Linked DNA regions of Zea mays: region 2 is linked to region 1. The links are chromatin contacts, called in public Hi-C maps. All regions are on one chromosome and are shown on one strand. The core of a region is the stretch at or near the end of the contact, and the rest is flanking DNA. Distances in the headings are between cores, read along the strand shown.

Region 1 (4,831 bases), core at 1,803-4,302:
TTCGCCGGTAAATAACTAGTTATCATAAGTAAAATATTATAAATTGAATGCACAGTGTCATGGGTTGAAAAAGAATTTGCATAAACTACAAGTTCGTTGGATATTCAGTAACCATCCCCCCCCCCCAACCGAGCACATAAATGCCTTATTATCGTAATGAGAAATAATGTTACACTAAAAGATTATAGGTGATCGTTCAAAATACAGTATGAGTACATGGCATGCACTAATCTCCACCCTTACAGTTAGTAGCAGAGCAAAGAAATGTAACTTGTAAGACAGCTACACATAACAACCAGCCACTTAGCATAGCAGTAAATTTATCAGAAAACAAAAGTGTATCAAGACAAAACATACCTTCAACAGGGGACCAGGATGTCAATGCATTGAAGATTAGATGTGTGCCACATGACTCGCATTCAATTTTGTCCATGTCAACATTCACCCAACCTCTCTGAGCACAGGCCAAAGAACTAGCAGCCTGGAAAAATGAACACAAAATCACATGACTAATATTAAGAAATTCAGAAGCTGAAGGATCCCTATAAAGGTCAAGCAAGCATCCAGCAAATGCCTGGCCAGATTAACATAGTACCAGGCTTCATTTTAAAGAAAGACAAGGTTACCAAATTGGATAGTGCAACTAGGACAGCAATCAGACCATATTGGTGTTCTACACTTCTACTGAGTACTCACCACCAAGATGTGGTAGCAAGACTATAAATTATGCAATTTGATACTCAGCTGCTGAAAGCAACATGCAGTTTCAAGCAAAGTAAACATCATTATTTAAATGCCACTTGCAATGAGCAAAACGTTGAAAGAGTAACTTCTTTCGAATTCCAATATATCAAAGCAAGAATTTTATGTTATAGCTGATATGAAAGTGGAGAGGTCTATATGTGCATAATGATTTTGGTCATGATTCCATGGTCACATTTTCAGACCTATGGCATGTTTTGTATTACTGCCACCAACAAATGGTGACAAAAGAAATGTTCAGCCAACTTTATTGTATCATTATGGAGTTCAGGGACTTGGGTGGGGAGAGATGAATCCTCTTTAGTTGTATACTAAAGCCCAAAGGAGCAATATATGGTACATGCAACACACCACAAGAGAAAACCTAAAGCATGTGAAATGACACACCGTAGAGGCGTAGACCCTATAGTAGTCCCAACTAGGGAAGATACCTTCGGTTTAGAAGCCCAAGTTGAAGGCTTAAATGTTGCCAGTCGACGAAGTAAGTCTCCACGTTCCCATGGTCTGCATGATGGTGCAGAATCCATAGCAGTGCCAGCTGCATCAAAACTATGGGAAGGGTGATAAGCATGTGCAGCAACTTGCGACGACGAGTCAACTCTGGAAGCTTGTTTGCCACCCAACCAATCTATGCTTGCAACATTAGTTTGCATAGCAGGTGACGAGGCACCGACGGAACTGAAAAGAAAAAGGGGCTTCAGTGCAAGCTTTTAAAAAAGAATGACAAAAATCTGTAGAAAGGATTATTTCTTGCTTTATGAATTCCGTACAGAAAAGGTTCGCATTGACGTTATGTAACTACCCGCAGCCGCGGAAAGGTGCCGGGACGTGAGCAAGATCACAAGCAGAGATAACTTGGGGAAATGGACGAGAAAAGGTTCCTCTCCGATTTGATTCCTTTCTAGTTCGTTGTCTGGGTTCTACCTTTGCATGGCAGTGGCTTATAAGACAGAGGCTAACTCTACCTTGTGTGCCCATGCATACATATGACATACCAACACCAAATATGTATACGCCAGCTGTAGATTTGTTCGCGCCGTTGGCATGGTACCAGCCGTGACAAGTTAGCTTGTCATCCAAATAAAATAACTGTTTTCAGGTTTTAGCATTCAAGCATAGAAACTATAGCACCATGTTCAGATCTAACATCAAAAAATGAATTGAGAATAAGCTACCTAGATCTATAGTTAACAAGGCTACCATGAGCTCCAGTGGCTCAATAGTCAATCCTATGCTACCAGTCTCCACACCATCAAATGTGCCACATTCTCCACTGATTTTTGCAAACTGCAATCCTTCTCAAATCTCAATTGCTGCACTGTGACCAAACCAGCATTAGAATATAATAGCATGAAGTCAGCACAAATGTAGCATGTCCCCCTAATCATAATATTTGGTGGCAAACACGTGTAAGCTCTAATCGCAGAATTATGTCATTCATTGTTACCGTTCATTAATCTGTAACACTATACAGCAGCAGGAACCAATCTAGCAACTCAAATCCTGGCGTTTTGCAGCCAAAAGGAGAAGTAAAGCTCAGCCAGCTACACTTGATTTTCGCCGACCATGGACGTATAACTGATGTTGGCCATCAAATATCTCATGCTTTCCCCTACAAAGGAGTGTCCTAGAGTCCAATCAAAATTCCATAATCGAATTTGAGCCACCGCCTCGGCAAATCCTACCTCGAATCCTACAATAGGTCTTTTGGACGAAGTAAAATCTACCTTTCTTACGCAGAACCAACACCCTCGCCACCAATCCGAGCACTGAGACCCCGATTCCCTAACCAAGCAACAGCGCCTACAGCTGAGAATCTACAACCAAAAGTAGAGAGGTCCCGAGGCGCGACCGCCACCGTACCTGGCTACCGGGGTGTGCGGCGGCGACGAGGACCGGGCGACGGCCATCGGCGTTTCTGCCACCGCCCCCGACGAGCTCCTCACCTCCTCTCGCATCTCCCTCTCTCTCTATCTCTCTCTCACACACACTCCGTGGCGCCCGCGCCTGTCGCTCCTGGGCGAAACGAAATGGGGAAAAGATTCCCCCGATCGCGACGCGCCGGGCGGCGCATTGATGCGGCCGTTACATCGACCGTTAGTCACCGTTAGTATCCATCTCACGCCGTCAATTCGAGCGCCCCCGGGAGTTGGGCCCATAAGGCCCACGTGAATTAGATAGGCCCTCAAGATTTAGTGGGCCCATGGGCTCCTTTTCATCGAGCAGCAAGTGGACTCTCCACTCTTCTTCTGCGGTCGGATCCCCCGGCGGGTCGGACTGCGGAGCACGGGCTCCGGCGAGCCGCTGACGAGGGCCTGTGCGGCGACCGAGCTCGTGGCGGGAGAAGATGGACGAAGCGAGCACCTCCGCGTCCGGCGCCGCGACGAGGCGCGGCTTCGTGCCTGCGAGATCGGGAGGTGAGTCACGATCTGATGGCTGGGCTGGCTTCGATTCGGTCGCGTCGCGTCTAGGTTTCCACGCTCAGGAGCGGTGTGGTCTGCGGGAGATAGTAGCCTCAGCCCTCAGATGCTAGGGTTAGTAGCTCGCGCGATCGTGGGATTGCATAAACGCTTAATTCGAGCGTAAAATTGCAGTTCGCATTGTTGATTTGGTCTTACATGTTACGGAGGTTGCTTGCTTACAATTACAATCCATTTATCTGAACAGCATTTGAGGTGTGTGCATGCTATGCTAATGTAAGGTTACATTTGGTGAGTCTTTATAAGGCCCCGTTTGGTATAAGGGACTAATGCTCCATTTCAGTCCCATTTAGTCCCTAAATTGGCAAACGCTGGGACTAAAATAGTGATTAAACTGTTTTAGTCTCTAGTCCCTCAAGGGGTGACCAAAAAGGACTAAACCATATAAATTCCAGTTTTTGCCCTTGTTTTATCAGTTGTACTAATTGCGGAAGAATGCTAAGTGGTATTTTAGTCCTCTTATGATTCATTTAATGTGTTTTAAATAATTTTAGTCCGTAGAAGTCTCCTAACTAAATTTTAGTCACTGGACTAAAGTAACCAAACGGGACCTAACAATAAATGAACTTTTAGCTAATAATCATGGTGGGCATAAAGTTAGGGGGTGTTTGTTTTATAGGGACTAATTTTTAGTCCCTCCATTTTATTTCATTTTAGTCCCTAAATTGTCAAATACGTTTAGTTTCCGTGTTTGGCAATTTAGGGACTAAAATGGAATAAAATGGTGGGACTAAAAATTAGTCCATAAATTTAAGTTTCCGTATTTGGTAATTTAGGGACTAAAATGAAATAAAATGGAGGGACTAAAAATTAGTCCATAGAAACTAAACACACCCTTAGTCACCATCTGGACTCGCGATCTGTATCATCATTTTTTAGAATCATGTGAAACACAATACTGATGCAACCACAGGCAGATTTTGTTGTATTAACTTGTGTTTCCTTTATTGGCAACTACTGAATCTGGACATAAGAAGATTATTTGGTGGATTTCTTTTACAAACTTTGAGAATTCAGATTATCTGTATTTTCCTATCATTGTTGTGCGTTGCAGTACTGTTCTAGTTTAGTACTCCATAGAGTTGACAATTCTTTTTTTCCATTTTTGAAAAGTTTGTTAGTTTTGCAGTTTTCTATAGGTTCACCCAGCAGAACCTCCCAGCTTGGAAGCCAGCAATGACACCTGGATGTGTAAGTTTGCTCTGATCCTATCGACAGGTTTGGCATATAGACTGTTTCATATGCAGTTCAAATGATGATATTTTACTTCACTGTTTTCAGATAATAGCAATGTTCTTGATTATCGGAATAATTTTCATACCTTTCGGGCTTCTTTGTCTCCAAACTTCAAATCATGTATTGTTCTGCTCCCTCTGGTAGATACTGATGTTTCCTTTAATCTTTATACCGCAAGGTATAACTGATGTGCTCATTATTCCGGTTCAGATTGCAGAAATCATCTACCGCTATGATGTTGACTGTGTGCCTGATGCTTACAGAGGAAATAGGCAAGCTTATATTAAGGACAGCTCGATTTCTAAGAACTGTACTCTGGAAGCGAAGGTAGATCGTTATGTGATTGTTGTTAG
Region 2 (4,550 bases), core at 846-3,345, 180 kb after region 1:
ACTTTTTATAACTATCTTTTGTATATACTATAAAATAAAAAATACAAGATATATAAGACCAAATTAGATAAACACCGGGTGCACCACATCATAGCATCGACTAACCCACAAGATCTAGCCCATCATCCTAGGCCACGACCTATGTCGACTAAAACGCAGAATGAGAAAGATATCAACCGCACGTCTGTACCATCCAACCCCGCTTAGCACTTGTCCTAGCGTTGTTGCCGCTGCCTAATCGGCGTCCAACAGTCAGTTCATCATCGTTGGTCTACCGTCCAGCCGCCCACCCAACCGTCATCGCCAGCCGCCATGACACCGTCTCTAGCTTGTGGCTCACCTGCCATTGCCGCCAGCCTATCGTCTAGCTGATAGCCCGTCACGGCCGGCCCGCCTCCACTCGGCCACGGCCTCGCACTAGCGTGCAAGCTGCCACAACCACAAGATTGACGGTTTAATGGCGTTTTCGATGTTTTTTCTATATAGTTTTGTTCTTTTACTTACATTGATGCTTACCTAATATATTTTTTCTAATTGTAGATTGGATTTTCTATCGATGATTTGGTGTCGCTAAAAGGATTTTCGATATCCACATTATTTTATAATAGTCATTATATTACAACTTAACTTTCATGCTATTACCAAAAACCATTTATAGTTGTATTTTTTTTTTGATTTCTCTACTACGGATTAGCCTCATCTGAACTTTCGTCCTGTCTCCGTCACTGATCTCGCCCTCCCACGCGGGCGCTCCGATCCACTACTCCCCCACCCGGCCACTCATCCGTGGTGCTGTGGTGGAGGCATATCACAACATATGGATGGTGGTAGCGCATGCATGCACTGCATGCACGGTCAGCTTTACGGTGGTGGTGAGAATGAGACGCCCGGCCGAGCTCCTGTCTAGCTAACAAGTGCTGCTACATGTTATGTAGTAATCATGGTCATGCAAGAAAACACTGTCATGGTGATAGAAGGTGGTGCAAAGTAGGTGCCTGTTTTGTTTCCAACACCTATTCAGGACCATCAATATTTACAACCATACTCAGGATGAATGAAAGTGATTGAAAGGATAATATATGGAATCTGTTATATATGCATGCTCTGGTGTGCGTGGACGATGATGCTCCATGCATGCCCACGAGAAAATAGAGGATGCAGCTACTCGAATGTGGACAGTAGGCACGTGGAGAAATGCCCAGCCATAGAAGATGCACACATGCTGCAGGAAAATCTCTGCGCTGTGCTATCAAGCTCTCCCCGCGGAAAAAAAATTCTGTACATACCGGATGTAAACATCATCTTTTACAGCCCTCACATCCACCACTTGAAGACCCACAGAGACAGATCAAAATTTACAAAATAATCCTTTAGTAATTTATTTTTCTTCTATTTATATGGACCAGCAGCTTGTGTAAAGAATCCCCCACCCCGCAATTATTATAGTACAAACAAACTATCAGTTTTAATAAATATATCAATATTTTTTCAAAATTCTAATTATTGATTGAGATATAAAAAAGAGAAAATTATTTCATTTTTAATTTTTCATATATTGGATGTATATTTCTCTTTTTATATCTTTTAACATAAGATGAATGAGAACTTAAAGTTCGCGCGATACATTAGTAGAGATGAAAATAGTAAAATGCGTCCATAAGTTTTTGTCCTTTTCAAATTCTAATTAATTGGGATATAAAAAGACCGAGATAAAATTGTATCATCTTTAATCCTTCATTCATACTCCCTCCGTTTCTTTTTAGTTGTCGCTGGATAGTTCAATTTTGCACTATCCAGCGACAACTAAAACGAAACGGAGGGAGTATATTGGACATATTTTTTTAATCTTTTTTTATATATCTCTTAACATAAGATATATTAGTAGAGAAAATAGTAAAATACATCTATAAGTTTTTTGAGAATTTTTTTATGTCTTGTGGTAATTTGATGGTATAGTAATCGCACACAAGAGTCTATTCTTGTGTGATGATAATATGTTGCTGTCGGTTGTGCGTGTATAGGTATTGGATTCCAATGTACTGTAGAGAGTACCCCTGATCGATGTATATATATCATCGGATGCACCGCCCCTTCCCTCCACAGATGCAATATATGCTTGCAGTTGCAGGCTAGCTAGCTGCAAAAGGTACGAGACATCATGGCACCGCTAGTGTTGAAGAGCAGTAGCAGCGGCACCTCTATTCTGGTGATCGGTGGTACGGGGACGATCGGCCGCCACCTGGTGACGGCGAGCCTCGACGCCGGCCACCCCACGGCCGTGCTCGTCCGGCCGGCGGCCGCGGCCGAGGACCCCGCCAAGGCCAGCCTCCTGGAGGCGTTCAAGACCAGAGGGGCAAGCCTTATCTACGTACGTGCTCAGCGCTCTCTCACTTGTCTAGCTCATCATTCATGCATGTCACCATGTGTGGCGTGCCGCCGTGCATGAGAGACATGCGTGCGTACGTGTACTCCTACGTGTACGTACCTAGAGCAGCTGCCCCGTCAACGTAATAACGCATGCCGCAAATGCATGCAGGGGGACATCAACGATGCCGAGGCGTTGGTTGCAGCGATCAAGCAGGCCGGCGACGTGGTCATCTCCGCCACCGGCCACAGCTCGCCGGAAGAGGTGGAGAGCCAGCTCAGGATTGTGGCCGCCATAAAAGAAGCAGGCAATGTTAAGGTACGTACGTTTAAATCATCAGCATATCTACTAATTTCTTTCTTTTCTTTTTCTCCTGCATGCAATTATATGCAAATAACCATTAGTATTATTACAGCAAGCACATGCATTCTTACGACTGATCGATGCGTGCAGCGGTTCTTGCCTTCTGAATACGGCTGCGACGTGGAGCATGTGGCGGAGCACATGGTGGAGCCGGCGAGGAGCATCCTCGGGGCCAAAGTCCGAGTCCGCCATGCTCTCAAAGCTGCAGGGATTCCACACACCATCGTCTGCAGCAACTGGGCTCAGGGCTTCCTGCTGCCAAGAGCTGGGGACCCTCAGCTGCCAGACGGTCGTCCTCCGGACACCACCGCCACCATCTTCGGCGACGGACAAGTACAAGGTATACTCTCTCTCTCTCCTCCTGCGCGCGTGCGTGCGTGCGTGTGCATGCTCCCATCATGATCATCATCGTCTTCGTTGCTATTGTTTTCAGCGACGTTCGTGAATGAGCAAGACATGAGCAGGGTGGCTATCAAAGCCGTGCAAGACCCCCGCACACTCAACAAGAAATTACACGTGTGCCCTCCAACCAATCTCTGCTCCCTCAACCAACTAGTCTCACTCTGGGAGGATAAAATCGGCAAGCCCCTCCACAGGCACTATGTTGCTGAAGAAGAGTTACTCAAGAAAATACAAGGTACTAGCTCCGTTGTTCTCGAATATTTATCGCTCCTGTTAGTTTATTTTTCAACTAAAACATGGTAATATTGAAAAAAAAACGGACTTATATTAACCAAATAAATTTCCATGCAAATTAAAACTGTTGTTGTCTGCGTGATGCGTGGGTGTGGCAGAGTCTCCGTTTCCACTCAACTTTCAGCTGGCGATTGTGCACGCGTCGTTTATCGCTGCCGGCCGTGCCCCTAGCACCAAAAGAAACATCCACACCAAGGATAGCCATGGGGAGACGATGACACAAGGCGTGGATGATGTGGACGCAACGCAGCTGTACCCGGGCATCAGCTACATCACCGTCAAAGACTACCTGGACGCTCTCCCTCCCCACAACACACTACGATCTGACGGTTCACGACCGGACTCTAGATGATCAACCAATATGCAAGCAAGCACACGCTCACATCGTCCTCGTACCATTTTAGGAGTCTGCATAAATATATCTCCGTTTACAAATGTCACACCGTTGATTTTTTTTCAAAACTTTTATCATTCATCTTATTTAAAATATTTATTAAAAATGTAAAATTAGAAGAAGCACTAAAACAACCTTAAGTGATAAAACAAATCACAACAAAATAAAAGTTTTTTTTAAATAAGACGAGTGGTTAAAGTTTCGAAAAAAGATAAAGTGTCATATATTTGTGAACAGAGAGGGTAATAAAATAATACGGTGTGTATGTGCATGCACGGAGACGTCTGACTGAATCATTCGTCCTACCTTATACCATTTTAGATCTTGTTTGGATATAGTCGGATTCATATTAGTAGACACGTGCTAAGATGGATCGGAGTACAACTTCAACTATATACTATCTCAATGTATGTGGATTAAAGTGAACCTAACAACATCCAAATAAGGCATATAGAGTATTATCTCTCCTCTCTTTGTTTTGGGTTTTAAGTGCTCTCGAGGGTCAGATATGATGGAGAGTACTACATAATAGAAAATATTACTATATATATAATATTATGTATGTGTTTAATTTGTTATTATTTTAAAATAATACATGGGTTCTCGTGCCTAGAGCTAGAATATATTAATTGCATTGGTAAAAGATATAACAAGGATGCTATCAGCATTATTTATTCCGGTAATACGGATCAGCATATCAAGCACATGAAATCAGAAGCACATAAGGCACGA

Evidence for each region. Hi-C and Micro-C count contacts between places; a contact is called where the count stands out from the background.
Region 2: a Hi-C map of leaf shows a contact between it and region 1, with 6 times the contacts expected there. The contact joins the promoter of LOC103644139 here to the promoter of LOC100273403 in region 1. A contact is called at or near these places in 3 of 25 Hi-C or Micro-C datasets (ear, leaf and tassel).

What each region holds. Positions count from the first base shown.
Region 1 is chr1:292,007,856-292,012,686 of Zm-B73-REFERENCE-NAM-5.0, forward strand. LOC100273403 (Putative ALA-interacting subunit 2) reads left to right here and starts at 3,053. Exons shown (of 8, transcript NM_001147840.1): 1 at 3,053-3,179; 2 at 4,372-4,433; 3 at 4,524-4,598; 4 at 4,689-4,805. The coding sequence starts at 3,110. It overlaps LOC103644136, which reads right to left and starts at 2,790. Exons shown (of 7, transcript NM_001346920.1): 1 at 2,626-2,790; 2 at 1,194-1,440; 3 at 358-481. The coding sequence starts at 2,720.
Region 2 is chr1:292,185,530-292,190,079 of Zm-B73-REFERENCE-NAM-5.0, forward strand. LOC103644139 (isoflavone reductase homolog A622-like) reads left to right here and starts at 2,096. Exons shown (of 5, transcript XM_008667336.2): 1 at 2,096-2,368; 2 at 2,537-2,683; 3 at 2,819-3,068; 4 at 3,162-3,365; 5 at 3,523-4,244. The coding sequence starts at 2,159. The coding sequence ends at 3,776.